Linked DNA regions of Gossypium hirsutum: region 2 is linked to region 1. A link is a contact called in public Hi-C data. All regions are on one chromosome and are shown on one strand. Each heading gives the region's core, a stretch centred on a gene start, on an enhancer-like site or on the middle of the called end of the contact. The rest is flanking DNA. Distances are from core to core; before and after follow the strand shown.

The links. A called contact is a pair of places that touch in the nucleus more often than the background predicts.
Region 2: a contact with region 1 is called in a Hi-C map of leaf, with 2.9 times the contacts expected there. The contact joins the promoter of LOC121219840 here to the promoter of LOC107899902 in region 1. A contact is called at or near these places in 2 of 34 Hi-C or Micro-C datasets (both in leaf).

What each region holds. Positions count from the first base shown.
Region 1 is chrD08:51,671,025-51,678,919 of Gossypium_hirsutum_v2.1, forward strand. It overlaps LOC107899902 (DNA repair protein RAD51 homolog 3), which reads right to left and starts at 4,719. Exons shown (of 9, transcript XM_041098331.1): 1 at 4,209-4,719; 2 at 3,838-3,936; 3 at 3,514-3,636; 4 at 3,387-3,420; 5 at 3,233-3,303; 6 at 2,920-3,146; 7 at 2,655-2,786; 8 at 2,396-2,462; 9 at 1,960-2,245. The coding sequence starts at 4,320. The coding sequence ends at 2,070. LOC107900844 (probable tRNA N6-adenosine threonylcarbamoyltransferase, mitochondrial) reads right to left here. Exons shown (of 13, transcript XM_016826579.2): 5 at 7,752-7,842; 6 at 7,563-7,612; 7 at 6,952-7,142; 8 at 6,734-6,819; 9 at 6,563-6,638; 10 at 6,371-6,454; 11 at 6,127-6,241; 12 at 5,815-5,903; 13 at 5,067-5,701. The coding sequence ends at 5,570.
Region 2 is chrD08:51,846,324-51,854,218 of Gossypium_hirsutum_v2.1, forward strand. LOC121219840 (root meristem growth factor 10) reads right to left here and starts at 5,224. Exons shown (of 2, transcript XM_041098338.1): 1 at 3,698-5,224; 2 at 2,549-3,586. The coding sequence starts at 3,826. The coding sequence ends at 3,284. It overlaps LOC107900836 (autophagy-related protein 8f), which reads right to left and starts at 7,775. Exons shown (of 6, transcript XM_016826566.2): 1 at 7,534-7,775; 2 at 7,170-7,222; 3 at 7,041-7,096; 4 at 6,042-6,094; 5 at 5,742-5,860; 6 at 5,350-5,641. The coding sequence starts at 7,206. The coding sequence ends at 5,553.

The sequences.
Region 1 (7,895 bases), core at 3,469-5,968:
TTTTGACTACTTCATTTAAATCATTTAATTTTATATCAAGCCGTATTTCTTTTTCGCTGTCTAAGAAATAAATTCGAAAAATAATTATTATTTGAAATACAAATCATTGCATCAAAATTATTTTTCCTCCTAAAGTTGTACATGTGCTGATAACCAGTAATCCCACTCCAAAATGAAAATTATCAAAATATGAATATCTTCAAATTTATGTATATATAACCACAATGTAGAGGACAAATGATTAACCCAGAAATCGTATAACATATAAAAATAATTAACACAGCAATTAGTTTAATCTCTCTGTTATTCTCAACTTTAGAATTAATTTTTATATTTTAAATTGACGTATTTTTATAATGGTTAATACAAATAGATAGTGAGGTTAACTGTTTTGATTAAAATGTTTATGTGAATTTTTCTTAAAACCACCACTTCTTTAATAAATTATTCTCTTCCCACTAAATTCGTCACATTTTGACTTTTAATTATCAAAATTCTTAATTTTGATTTCTTATTTATTAAATTTGAAAAAAAAAACTTTAATGAAGTAGTTATTATATATATATTTGAAATTTAATTAATTAAAAAATATAAAATAATTGATGTGATTGTTTTAAAAAATTGAGTTAAAAATGTAACATGGTAAGGTAAGAAATTCACAGAAGTATTTTAAGCAGAGTAGTTAACAACATTGTAAAAGTAAGAGAAATTATAAGTTCATATTGTTAGAAGGAAAAAGAAATTGTTCAGTAAACCACAAATGAAGCCGCACGCAGTAGCTGCGTTTGGAAATTAGGCAGCCCTCATGGCTCAAATTATGATTACCCCAAATCTCATTTTATAATATTTGGTATATATTTAAAGTTATTGATTAAGATATTAAGAAAGTCATATTATCACATTTTTATTTACTAAATACTTTCTTAAGAATATAAATTTATGAATTTATCCTTATTAAAAATAATAATATTTATGTATTTAATTTTTATAATAAACTTTATTCTTAAAAAATATTTAGATTAAATATTTAATAATAAAATTTAATTGATTGTTTTTAAATTATAATTTTAAGTGAAAGTAAAATTATTTCAAATTTGCCTTGCATATATATTTCTAGATATAATAATGCATGTATAAAATTAAGTACATATAAACTTATTTTGGAATAAATTTAAAAAATACTTGAAATCACCTTTACTTTAACTAAAGGCTAACCCTTAAGAATATATATAAAAGTTGATTCCAGATATTGCTGTGAGCAAAACTATAAATAATTTAAACCTATATCGTGAGCTAACCTAAACCTTATTTTTCTTTTCCTTTTGCTCATAAATATTAATAAAGATTATAATAAAATTGAATTTTCAATATACCCAAAAAAAGAGAAAAACAATAGGAAATAAAGATAATATGTAAACAAATACTTAATAGATGATTAAATACACATAAAATAAAATAAAATTTGCAAAAAATCCGTTTAAATAATAGAGAAAATCAAGGAGGAAGAAGAAGACAATAGCTTTTATTTTTTATTTTATTATTATTATTTTTTATGTTTATTAATAGACTAATACCCTAAACCAATATAAAATATGATTAATTTTGTCTTAATATTTTTTTAACTTTCCAATCTATATGGGAAAGTAACTTTCCCACCTGTTAATAAAACTTGAGATACCAAAAGTTGAAATCACTTTCCAACTAATTAAATTCTCAAGAAAACCTACCTTCAAGTTAAAGCAGAAATCTTTTAATCGGACCAAAATAAATAAAGGACGGCAATATCAAAATGCAAATGTGGAAGAAGGTTGTTGGGAAGTCTAACTTGCTTGAAATTCATGTTTTTTATGTTTTTAAGATCTTGAGAAAATTTCACTGAACAGCTAAGATTAGTAACACAAGCAAAAACAAGACCAAAGTTAGTAGAATACATATATATATGGCTAAAAGTTTGTAATATTTCACTATAAAGCAGATTTCTCATTTCTCAATTTTCAAGTCAAGGCAAGGCCCTCAGTTTGTTATCGATGGAAAAACCAGGTGCAGTATTCTCTAGTTTCATCTATATTTTACATCATTTTGATCCGTTTACAGCTCGAGGAGGAATTCCTGATCCCCCTAGCTGTAACAGAATATGCTGCCGATGCTGATCGAAGAGAAGGTGACTTGTCAATATATGCATACCGTTCATTACCGTTCCAGTACAAAACTATCCGATTTGTGCAAGTATGCGACCAGCTATCACCTACTCAGCATGGTTACACTACATAAGTCAAGCACTGTAACTATGGCAATGGTCAACCATACAACAATATGTGTGTGACTATGCATTTATATAACACCTAGGAAACTAGAAGTTTAAGCGAGAAGTATAGGTGATCGGGGTTGATATTACCTAGTGCAAGAGCTAATTGAAAGGAGGCTTCTGTATGCTTAGTGGTCACCTGATTCAATAAAACAACCTGCCAAAAGGAGGTACAATAGAAATCAGTAAGCACACAAGCAAAGGTGAAATCGTTATGTACCGTCCAATGAATTACAAAAACTAAAACACCATGCATGATAAAAATAGAAAGAAAAAAGAAAAGAAAAGAAAAGATGTATCATTGCATTTGAAAACTATGAATTTTACGACAAGAACAAACTAATCTCACCGCCAAGCTGAATCTTTTGGCCAGGTTCATTAACTTTAAAGCCATTCCACTGAGGACCCGGGTCCTAAGGGCCATATCATCAAAATCTTGGCGGAAATGGAAGGTAACACTATCCACAACAATCACCTTCACCTGTGACCATAATGACATATCTATTTAATGACCTGAGCAGGTGATTAGCAGCAGTGTTTACCAAAAAAAATCCCAGAACAAATATAGCCCCAATAAAAAAGGAAATGACCCGGCATAAAACTACTATACCTACATCTTTATGTTCTGAAAGGAACTTGTCTAAATAATTTATCAGGGCAATTTGCTCTGTATAACTACAAATGCGGAAATAAAATATGTTTTCCAGGATATCCTGAGGCAGCATTTTGATTTTGCATTCTTGGAAATCCTTCCTCAAGAATCTGTTATATTCTGACATATCTTCTATGCAAGCTTCAGCAATTTGAAAAGCACGCTCCACCATAAAACTGCCTTCCGTATCTAAGTATCATATGATCACATTGTTAGCAACATAAATCCAATGGTAAACAGTGGAAAAACTTGCAGTGGTTTTTTATGAAAGTTACCGATATATATAGCCTTCCCACCCAGACCACCAAAATCATTTGGAATTTGAACATTAACTGCTACTTGAATCCTGTCAATAGAGACGGAATTACAGCAAATATAAATCTGAATGTAACATGCTAGCAAAACTTGATAAGAAGCAACAACTCCTACCCCAGCTGTGTTTTACCAATGCCTGGGACTCCACCTATCAACATAAAGATAATACTTTCACTACCAAAAGCAGTTGTCAATTTATACTTCAGAACAGAATTAACAATCAGTGACAGTGATGACCAACCGATTTCAGTAACTTCTTTGCAATGTATTCCACCACCCAAGATGTTATCTAGATCCGCAGAGGACGTAGTTATGTGCATCAATGATTCCTCATCATGGAGCATATCCCAGGCACTTTGTGCACCTGCCCACCATTGGAACGTGTCCAAAACTATAAGAAGTTAAACTGGCAATATAGGCATTGGAGAAAAGCAGGAATGCACGAGGGAAAGTACTAAATTTCAATCAACATCATTCTGAAAGGAACGCGATAAGTTGAACTTCACCAAATAAAGTGAAGCTTGCCTGCACGAAAACTCTATAATAGAAGAGAAACGATAAATACCCTCAACGATTGAACAACTTGCATTCGAGGTTTCCGACCCCCTACTATGTGATGCAACCTTCAGAATATTCATAGCTTCACTTTCGGAAACTTTTAATTCTGTATAAAAAAAGATAAACAGCGTTAGAAACATGAAACTCTGAAGAGGGAATACACTAATTCACACACAAAACAGACTTCTGTCAGGATTGAGGGTTGGGATGAAAGATAAATTGGGGAGTGGGGGCTTAAATGTAAGAACCCTTGGTGTTTGGGAAGTAATTCAAGTTCGTTTGGTATTAAAAACAAACAGTTGGTAGGCTTGCATTAGCAAATACAAGGACCGCAGGATCGCGTGATGCAAAAGAAAAAAAAAGCAAAGAGCTAATCACCTCGAGCAAGGTCAGAGGAAGAGATGGAAGAAAGAGAAGAGAGGGAAGTGTAGCCAGCTGAGATTAGCTTCCCTCTTTGCGATGCTGAGATTGGTAGCCTCCATATTTCCATCTCTAGCTTCCTTGGGGTTGCCTTGGCGCCCAATAAAACTTCGGCGTAGCTTTTCTCTGGGCTAAATGCTCAAAAAACACCTTGACTTATTATGGGTTGTTTCAAAAGGCTCAAATAGGGCTAAAACGCTTTCAAGTAGGGTCAAGTATAAGGGTTGGTTTCGAGAGAAGGCCGGTTCAGATCATAAAACATACATAAAAATGAGTTAAATATTTGTATATTTATTTCTTAAGATGATAAATTTCGCTCATCATTTATAAGTATGATATTGACAATTTATGACTAGACCCTACATTATACTTTGAGTAAAGTGTCAGTTGTATTATATAGAGCTACAATAAAAGCTATCTAAACCGACAACTAAGAAAATGCTATATTATACGGAGATATCTATGCTCATCGCTAAATTCCTTTTTAAAGCACTAATGTATTATTTAAATGTGGTACATGTGTATGCCCACTTTTATGTTCTGGACATATTTGTAGGTTCCATATTTTTCTATTTTATATATTAGAGATATTATGTTTTGTGAGTCCAACTTTAATGTGAAAATGCTACTCTTCAGTTAGGTTTTTTTGTTTGATTGTGTTGTTGTCTAATTTTATCACGAAAAGTCCAATTGAATCTTATCTCCACTTAATTTAATCATAAAAAGTTAACAACTTGAACTCAATTTGATCTAAACCCAAAATGGTCCAAATTCAAAACGATTCATACCCATAAAACCTAAGCAACTAACTCAATATGACCAAAACTTAAAATCCAAAATTATATAAATATGCAATGATTCGACTCAAAAACTCGAATTTCAATGACCAAACTCAAAACAATACCAACCTAAAGTTGACTTAATCCCGAAATAATCCAAATGTGGATGGGCTGCTTGGTTTTTTATTTGACTCTTGAGAACTAGCATGCTTCTTCCCTAACTTAAAAGGAAATATATCTTTATCTTTTCCATCTTTCTTGTCTATCTGTTACATTCCTTTCTTCAATTTAGAATTACATGGTTAATTGATGAAACAAAAGGCTTTACAGAGAGTATTGAAAGCATCATGCAGCTCTCCAATGGGTTTGAACATATTCGTATTCTGAATCGTGCCATTGTAACGAGCAACCTCAATTAACCATCAGATAGTTAAAGCTGAAGGATCATCACGATGTTGAATTTAGACCAGTCGAGGATCTATGAAGTCTGAATAGAGATATAAGCTCTGGGTGCATTTTGGGTATATGCACACTCTTGTATCATTGTTGTTGCAGTGAGGCTTGTACAAGAGATGTAAGCGATGGATGAACCCGAGCCCTTCTTAATGAGCGAGCCTCACTCCTGCCTTCGGCATATTCCTCCCCTAATGGCCACCTTGGCCGCAAATCATACTAGTGCAACGCAAACATGTGAAAATTCAAGTGAACTTTAGCTTATTTTTGCCTATAACCATGCACAACTTATAAAGCAAACAGAGTCATGTCATAAGATATTTCCGACGTACCATGAAATCGTCTGGATCATTGGCAGGTGGTGGAGGATCATATCTTCCAACACGAAAGTTCTCAATGCCAGTCCAAGCAATCATCACGCCTATTTCATACAAAAATTACGGCATTACTTGTCTACTTTTTTATCTATAATATCTAGTTAATTCCCCAAGGTCTAAACATTGGGTTTAGGAGTTTATCCTAATACTCTAGAGCATTTGAACATTCTATATTTTTATCTTTCTATGCATACATACATGCATACAAGAATATAGACACATGCATAAACTTATAAGTTGACTAAAAATTACAGAAATGGAACTTACCATTGTCAGTGCAAAGGTTGGGGGGCGGACAGACAAGCTGCAGACTGTACTTCTGAACAACCTGATCCAATCGAGCCCTAACGTATTGATTTGATGCCACACCTCCAGATACTACCTGCAAGAAGCAACATGAGAACAAGGTCAGCATACACCAGTATGTGGCAGATTAACTATAAGAAGCACTCAGAACTATCAGTAGTAAATAAGATTAATACACATATGTATTACATATAATTTACATCACCAGATGCTTTATGGAAGGTTCAATCTTCAATGCCCATTCAACTGCTCGTTCACACCTTTCTTCTAGATGCAACACAGCAACTCGCTGGGGTACAGATTTTAAGGTCTCATATATCAATAAATATAATTTAAAATTAATGAATAGATATAGAATTAAGATTGTGGTACGAAGAAGAAGGGAAAATGAAGTAACCTGAAAAGAGGCAGCAATATCAGCTCGGGAACTTCTGTCTAGGCTACTTGCACAAGAAAGGGGAACCTTGGCATCACTACAACAAATGGGGATCTAGCAGAATTACCATGATAGATAAAAGGAGGAAGAGTTGATAATAAATTATAATAGATATCGGTAAGGTTTTCATACATATTTCTGGATGCAATTGCTAGTTTCACTTGGGTCTTTAGACCGGCATATGAGAAATTGCAATCTTTATGCTGTTTCATTGGAATCTGAAAAGAAAATGAAGTGCAAATGTGAAACTCAGAACTAAATGAAATGGTCAAAACCATACATAAAAAACAACAGAACCATCAAATATACATTCTAGAAAAGGTCAATACAGCTCTAAAAGAAAAACCTACTGAGAATCTAACTGATTCTGCATCACCCTCCTGAGCAAGTTGCTCAACAGCTGGCCCACCACTCTTCCTCATATCAAGGCCAAGCCATTTTGCAGTCTTGTCAAAAGCCTCACCAATTGCATCATCTATCGTCGTCCCAAGTTGAGTGTAATGACCAAGATCATGAGCAAGAACTAATAGATTGTGCCCACCTACAGGAAAAACAAGCAAGCAAGCAATGACTGTAACTCACAAACAGGAATTTAGTAGGTAGCTTAACTAAATTTATTATTTCTTCCATGTCAATCACCAAATTGCTTAATCAGATGGGGAAGCACTTCCATTTTGAGTTATTAGCCAAGCAATTTCAGCATTCCGTAACTTATGCAAAGAGGAAAACTGCAGATGACAACTTTAATTACCCCATGTCACAAAGGGTTGCAGAATAATACTTTATTGCCCATGATGTTGTTCCACATTACAGCCTTAATATGGATCACATTATATGGAAATACCACGCTGCACGCATCTCTCAATCTTCCTCTCTGTCTCACTAACTAGCTAGCTAACAAGCAAAAATGTTTATGCAACGAGTGTAAGCGGCATAATGCTACAATGCCAGAAGCATGTACCTGATATAAGCAGAGCCAGGAAAGGAAATTGCAGCTCCTTTTCTATCAGCCTAGATAAGGAAGTAACAATGTCAGGTACTCATAAACAACATATGACTTCTCTTCTCATGTCTTACCTGAAGGCTACTTATTTAGAAGTGCTGGGGTGCATGCCTCATTCTAATCTATATATAGTCATTGCTTCAATACCTGGCCACTAGAGCATGAGCCTCCATGTGATGAACACTGATGATTGGTAGATTGAAGCTGCCAGCAACTCTCCTAGCTTTCTGCACACCAACTGCACAGAAATTGCATAAAAAATAGGTCGAAAGGGAAGGGTAACTTTGACCA
Region 2 (7,895 bases), core at 3,974-6,473, 180 kb after region 1:
ATCTTTGTGTTGATTTAATTTGAGCTTTGCTAGTTTTATTTTAAGATTTTTTAAACACCAATTCCCCACTTGTTTTGAACTAACATTAAAAATTTGTTGGAGAAAGCCTCTTACATTTTTAGGTTTTATTCTATCCTTGAGAAAAGTTATTGTTAACTTTTTCAAGCTTTGTCAGAAGCAGAAGGCATTTAAAAATATGGAGGAAATTTTAACTTTTCCAACAACCATGAAAATGCTTGTGAAGAATAAGCCAATAATGTTGTATTTGACATCTATTCCACATTCAATAAGTGCTGCCAGAGCGACCAATGTAGATGTTTACATGAGAGTGAGTTGAATTATTCACCAATAGAGACGCACCGTCTTTCCTTGGTTTTTGCTACTTAGAAACTCTGATACGTCCTAGCTAATAAATTCATTATAGTAACCAAGTCCGATCCTATCAAATTCTTGCTCTCTAGACCAGCTCTATAAAGAAGAATAGCAAAATGGCTCCTTTTGCTTTGTTGGGTGAGTTGGACATTTCTGTTGCTCTATCAAAACCTATTTAGTCTTAAACACTTTCAAACTTACTTGTTCACTTATCATCTCAAAATGGAGAAATGTTGAATCATTCTATGCCGAACGCATTCCATGAAGAAGTATGTTCAATGAATGTAAAGGAAGGGGAATGGAAGCTACATTTTGATGGTTCTTCAACAACTTCAAGAGGAGGTGCAACAATAGTTTTAATCCCACTAAGTAGAGAAGTCAATTCATGTATTGAGAGTTTTGAGTTAATCTCCTTTCATTCGAGTAGAAAAGACATCTCCTTAGAAGGAGAAGCAAAAGAATTAGAGTGCTCCTTTCATATTTAAGTAGAGAACCTATTTTTCTGACCTTTAAATTAGATTTTCCTTGCACTAATAACCAATCCAAATATGAAGCATTGATCTTGGGTTTGCATACGACAAATGTTATTGGGATTAACAAAACTCTTGCTCAAGCTTTGTGGAAGATGTTTTGAGAATGTAAGATTCGAGCATAACCCAAGATCAACAAATATGCATCTTCCTACTTTAGCTTCAAAAATTAACATTGAACCAAAATATTACTATGTCAGTGATAAAAAAGAACTCTTAGAAATATCAGGAGAGAATTTATAATTAAAGTTTTGTTATATAGAAAAGAAAATAAATAGTTTTATGTTTATGGTCAAAATTCTCCCTTCTTTGTTTAATCAAAATGTCGAGGTACTCCCTCGAAACAAAGTATTTTGAAAAACGTTCTTAAAGATGTTGTGCCTTAACTGTCCAAAACATTGAAGCTACATTCTTGTTTTGGACTGACTATTAGGACACCATAAGTGTAGAAAGTTTGCTGGCATTTTTGGCTTAGTTCATCTTGGTTAGTTTTCAATCAACAAATGATTATTTGATTAAAACAGTATATTATTTTTACTTGGCTGAAGAATTTTATTTCAAATAGAAGGAGTGGTTGATTAAATGCAAACATTTTTCTTATCCTTAGCTCATTTGGATTTGCTTGGATATATATATGAAAGAATTTATGGGATAATTATTAGAAATAAATTTAGGAGTTTTAAGTTTTCAAAAAGTTATTGAAGAGCTCTTGTATCCACCTATAAATAAACTGCATTTCCTCCCATTTTTGTGTGGTTGATCGAGTGATTTTTGCTGGTTATTTGTTTTATCTTTACTTGATAGTGTTAGAGATTTCAATTGGTATTGTTGCAAGAGTAGATGATTCGAAAGATTATTGAATAAAATCATTTATTGTACAAGGCTCTACAAAATAATATTGATGAATCCGAACCGTGTTAACAAATACCATGTATTGAATTTATTCATTGTGTTTTATAAATTATCTTGTTCCAACTTTGTTTTGAACATCAGTTCCCATTTCAGAAATATTTATGTTGATAAATAATGTAAAATTCCATCATTTTCAGTCCCATATCTATAAAAGCAATTAAAATAGGCTTTTTCATATCACTTTCAAACCATATATAACAGTGGAGAAATAAAAATAGCTTAATTTGTAAATTTATTTAAACGTGACGCCATTTTCTCGATCGGTTTCTCAATTTGAGAAATAAAAATAGACGTATCTTATTTCTAGAATAAAAATTTCTAGAATAAAAATATAGTAAAGTCTTTAAAGGTAAGTAAGTACGTATACATTTGAACTACAAACAAATTTTTATGTGTATAATTACACCAAATCAAATTGTACATCAAACCAAATCAAAGTTTTCTTTCTATGGATATTTCATCTAAGTAACTAAAATTTTTTTTTATCATTATATATATTTGTTGTGTTATATAGATGGATGAAGATGTTGAAAGAGGAATTATTAATCATAGATTATTTACACATTCTTTATCCCTTATTGGACCTTTCAAGGGATCGATCATGGTAGAACTTGTGCCCTTCACTTATCAAGAGAGTCCTTGTATCCTTCTTATTCTATTTAAAATGTTGAGTCTTCCTTTTATGCGTATGAACACTGGTCCAAACCTTTTATTTTTCTTTTCTCTCTATAAAAATGATTTTTTTTCCTATTTGAGTATCAACAAATTAAATTGGATAGCCTCCAATAAGATATAAAAAGTAATATATATATCACACACGAAATGCATGCATGTTAAATGGCATTTCTTGAAAACGAAATCATGAACCATTCGAGACCTACATTTTCAGTTGTCGGAACTTATTTCCGTTGTTCTCACTTTACCTAAACGCCATTTTTGGTTAGCTCAAAGTTTGATCATCAACGCTGTTTTTCCTTCACAGAAATTGCCAATTCAAGTGTAACTTGGCCAAAACTAATTTAATGACTGCCGTAGTGTTCTGACTTGCATCTACCCACTACTATTCCGAACTGTTATATTTGCTTCATCTTTCACACCTAAACGAAATATAAAGAGAAAAGAATGGAATAGTGGAAGTTACATGTAGTTTGAAAAGATTAATGAAACATAAATATTTCTCTCCGAGGAACATATATATATGATCCATGATGAATATACACTAAATTTATAGAGGGGAAAAAAGGGCTTGTAACTCGTTATAATTCAGCACCCTATGTTATATATATGGTCATATATATAACTTGTTATGCCTATGCGCTGGAAAGATCAACATTTGACTTGAGCCCTAATATTTTATTAAAAGGCTCTTTTAACTCTTTGTTTTGCAGTTCTTGCCGGAGCTGGTATCTTAGCTTTCTTTCCTCGACTCTCTGGACTAGCAAAGAAAATAAAACTTTTTTTTTTATATATCAGTTGTGATGAGGAGGATGTGTCTTTGGTGGTGAGTAATCCAAGTTAAAACCTGGATTTTTTTCGCCATGTTTCTTGTGAGGCACACGCCAAGAAACTGCAACACTTGGATTTTTTTTCTTCTCAATTTCTACTATTGTCTTATGGTACTTCACCTCAGCATCTTCCAGCTTTTGAGTGACATTATATCCATGAGATTCCTCGATGCTTTCTACTTTCATGGATCGGAGTTCCTTGGAAGAAGACGATTTCGCCTGTAATACTGCAACTGAGTTATTCTTTCGATCCTTCTTCATATCATTCTGCAAAACAAAAGGCCCCCAAACCCAAACGAAGTTAAATAATGCATGCGCACTATGTACAACAAAATAGCAAAACATTAAATGATGATTGTCATTGTATATTGGACCAACCTTGATGGAGAAGTGAAGTATATTATCGATCTTATGATGCTTACTGTCAACTGCAACAAGACGACGAGCACTGCACGCTTGCAGAGAAAGGCATAGAAGCAGAAGAAGAAAACAAGATGGGGTTGACATGTTAAGGCAAAACAAGATGTGGTACTGGTAAGATCATCAAATGCAGCTATATCCTTCACTTAGAACATGCAGATGTATGAAGAGAAGCAACATATACCCCTCACCAGGGAAATTAGAGAAGCAACATAAGAGCTTACTTTGGTGATTATATATCGGAAGGAAAAAGTATAAAAGGTAAGAAAATGAGAAGTAAGATAAATAAATTGAAGAAAGCTAATGCGTGCTTAGCTAGCTAATTGTGTGTTCCGAGGGACACTAGTTAAATCTCATGTCGTTTTTACTTCTAGTTAATTGCCTTTACCCACCATTTCATTCTTGGAAAACTTGAAACCGATGATATTCTAATGCTAAAACTAAAAAAGTGGGAACCCTTTTTAGATCTTAGTCGATAGATCTTGGAGAATATGCTGCAATTAATGACTGAAATGTCCCTATATAACCCCTAAAGAAAACGAAAATAATAAGAAATATATGTTGTTAGCTTCTTTTTAGAACAGTTTTAAGAAGATCGATGTTGGAACTCATTGTGAAGTAGCGACCTCCATAAGCATGAGCAATATTATGTGTAGTTTGCCAATGCCACATGCACTCTCAGCCATTTGCAAGGCTCCAAAAAGATTGAACAGTGAATGTGAAAATACACGTACGTCGGTCCTACAAAGCGGAAATGTGCGGGAGCGAGGTAGGACCATGCAACCAAGGAGACAAGGTTACATGGACCACCACCACCACCTCTTCCTTCATATGTTGCGCGAAACACAAGGGTTCCCCCCTTAACCGTCAACGCCGGCCATACAATCTGAGTTATTCAATTGCCACGTGGATTCAACCCCCCACCATGGCCGCCGAAATCCATTCCTTCCACTAGTGGTCCGACTCCTGGCAACGCCATTCTTAACCTTTTAAACCAACAGCATATCAAAGCCAAAAAGCAGGTCATCCGGAAATATACACGCTGAGAGAAACCCAACCCTGGGTGGGGATGATACAGAGATTAAATCTTCACATATTTCATTAATTCTCTTTAAAAATCCCAACTTCTTTTAATATTCAAATTTGATGTATGAAGTTAAACCATCTTTATCTCTCGTTAACATAAAATGCTTTGGCATGACCTGCAGATAAACATTCTCGTGGTGAAAGCATGCATTGTGCCTTCATGTTTTGTTTGTATCATGCATTTGGAGTTTGAATGTTGGAGGTCTCGTGGGGGATGTTTATTTTTGTTGGGTTTAGAAGGGAGCGCCGGCGAGACAGGCTCGAGTTCCCAGAGGGATGGGGATTCGGGCAGGGGTCGTTGACAAATCGGATCCAATCGATATGTTTGGTAAAAGTCGAGCATTTTCGGTTGTCTCAGCCTCCCTTGTCTCCACGGCACCAATTTTATATTACTTATACGATGTGCCACTGTTCTCCATGTTAACTATAGTATGATTCAAATCCTCTGAACCAGGGGAATTGTCAAACATCAGCCATCAGTGAAACTAATAAATGGGTTGAATTGTCAACTTTTACGGACAAAGTTAAATAAAGGGTTATAACATTCTTCAATGAATTTGAGCAATAGTTCCGACATTTTAGATTGACATGGAATTATGTACGGAGAAACTATACACGTATAGGCATTCCGAGGAATCATATCATATATTAGGCAGAATGCCACAACTATTAATTTATTCAATTAAATGTAAACTATAGCATGGAAATAAGGTCCCAGCATGATCTGCTAGCCAAATGTATTTTCTCCACTGTATGTAACGTACAGAAATCCGTCTTCATCCTTTTTTTCATCATAGATAGTTGACATAATTGCTCCTGCATAACGGTGATGGCTACTTAGCATATAGAAATTGAAAAGGTGAATGTATTAACGTATAACATTATTCAAAGAGAAGAAATTTGCAAATTTTAATACCGGTCGGTGGGAGGACACCGTCCACAAATATGAAGATAGCCTTTTCAGCGCTCAGTTTAATTCTCTTCCGGATTACATAGATGAACTGACCAACTGTGAGGTCGGCAGGGACCAAGTATCTGTAAATTATTTAAATCAAATCATCAAAAAGATATCCATTACCTATATTTCAGTTGTGCCAAAGGAAATTGATCAATGGGCTTAAAATGCAACCATACACATGGTGGCTAGCAGTTGCTAATAAATAATAATGAATGATAACAAGGAATAAGGTAAACTTGGCATGAAAATGTTGCTTACTTCTTCTTATCAATGTTAGGAATATCACTTCTTTCTGCCTTCTCCACAATCACCTAAAAAGCACATGCGCAAACATCAATAGAAGCAAGATTGGGGTATTAAAATGTTATAAATTTCACTTTTGCCTTATGCAGGGATGAAAAGCCAAACGTGAATAAAATGTTTTTAGCAGGCTCCATTTAAACAATTGCACAGCTAAATTATGAAGTCTTTTTCTATTGATAACTCAATCTGGGATAAAGACATCGTCTATTCTACACTTTCAAGTTCTTGAGTTACAACCCTTCCTCCTCCTTAAGAAGTTTTTTTCTTTTCTAGACTTGATAGGGAGGGGCAGGGGATTTCAGGCTCAGGTTTATCTTTATTAAGCTTTAAAATAGAAAATGTATAGATCACACATACCATTCCAGACCATTAGCTGTTCTACTAGTAGATATTGCTCTTAATCATCAAGTCACATCCACCAATAGATGAACATTGGTATTGGCAGGACTGAAATTGCTTTCTAGATATCGTGACAGAAATAGAACTCATCTATTGCTCATAATCATCAAGTCACACTCAACAAAGTGTATAATCGATGTTAACACAATAGATATCAAAACGCCGCAAAGACACCACGACAAGTCTTAAGAAAAAAGTCATCCATTAACATGTTTACTTAAAGCAAAAGTTAGACCAGCATTACAGGTGAAGGCAGTGCAAAGTCCTGATTTAGGCTCAACTCTAAAGCTCATAGACGAGAAAAGAATTTATAACACAACAAAAACAAGACTTTTCAGTAAATTAGCCAATTGAATCATTTGATCCTTCGTTTGTGCAAAAATCAATTATATATATTAAAATGGATACCTAGAAAAAAAATTAAGAAGCAACAGAATGCACAAAGAATAGACAAGTGGTGGAACAATCATAATTATTCTTTAACATCAGCAAAGAAGAAAGGAAAAAAAAAAGTCAAAAGGGTGGAAAAAGACAAGGGTAAGGATGAATTCTTACTGGAATTCTATCAGGGTATTTTCCCCTGATTCTGGCAGCCTCAGCACGCCTTTTCTCTGGATATTAAGAATCCATAAATTAATGAAAAGCAACCAAAGAATAGCTAATACATGATCAGCAGTAACATACCAAAATCATGCTCAATCTTGAAGCTGCTTTTAGTCATATCTGCTGATATATCACTGCAGAACCATCAGGATGTAAAGTCAACTAATACCCTATTTTTAGACCTTACCGTAGACAAAAACCACAAACTTTAAAGTAGGACAACAATTCAAATTCAAGTTAAGATATCCTTTAATTCCAAATTAAATAAAAAATAAAGAAGAAAGAAGAATCCGATCATCATAAATTCAAGACAGTAAAGAAGAAGAAGAAACCCAAACCATATTTGATATTGAGAAACCAAAAGAACAAGAATTCAAGATTTTTTTTTTTACCCCAGCAGATTGAATTGAAACAAAGAGATGAGATGATGAAGAAATCAACTAACCGATGGATGAGGTGCTGTTGTCTTGAAGATTAAGATGAATGGGAAGAGGTGTTTATTTAAGATTTGTTTTAGTTTGGGGGCATTTCTCCTCCAACTAGGCTAGGTTGCTAACCAAGTAACCGCCACGTCAGTCTCCTACAGTATTTGGATTTTCTTCAATACTTATCCAATCTTGGAATTGGATGACGCTTCCTCATTTCACTTCATTTTAGAATCATCCTTGGTGAGCAAACACCTCATCTTCAACTCTGTTACTCAAATATAATTTTAAAATATATATATATTTGGATTAATATGTTTATATTCGGCTTAAATATTAAAATATCTGTAAGAAACAAATTCAATAATCAATTGAGTTACTC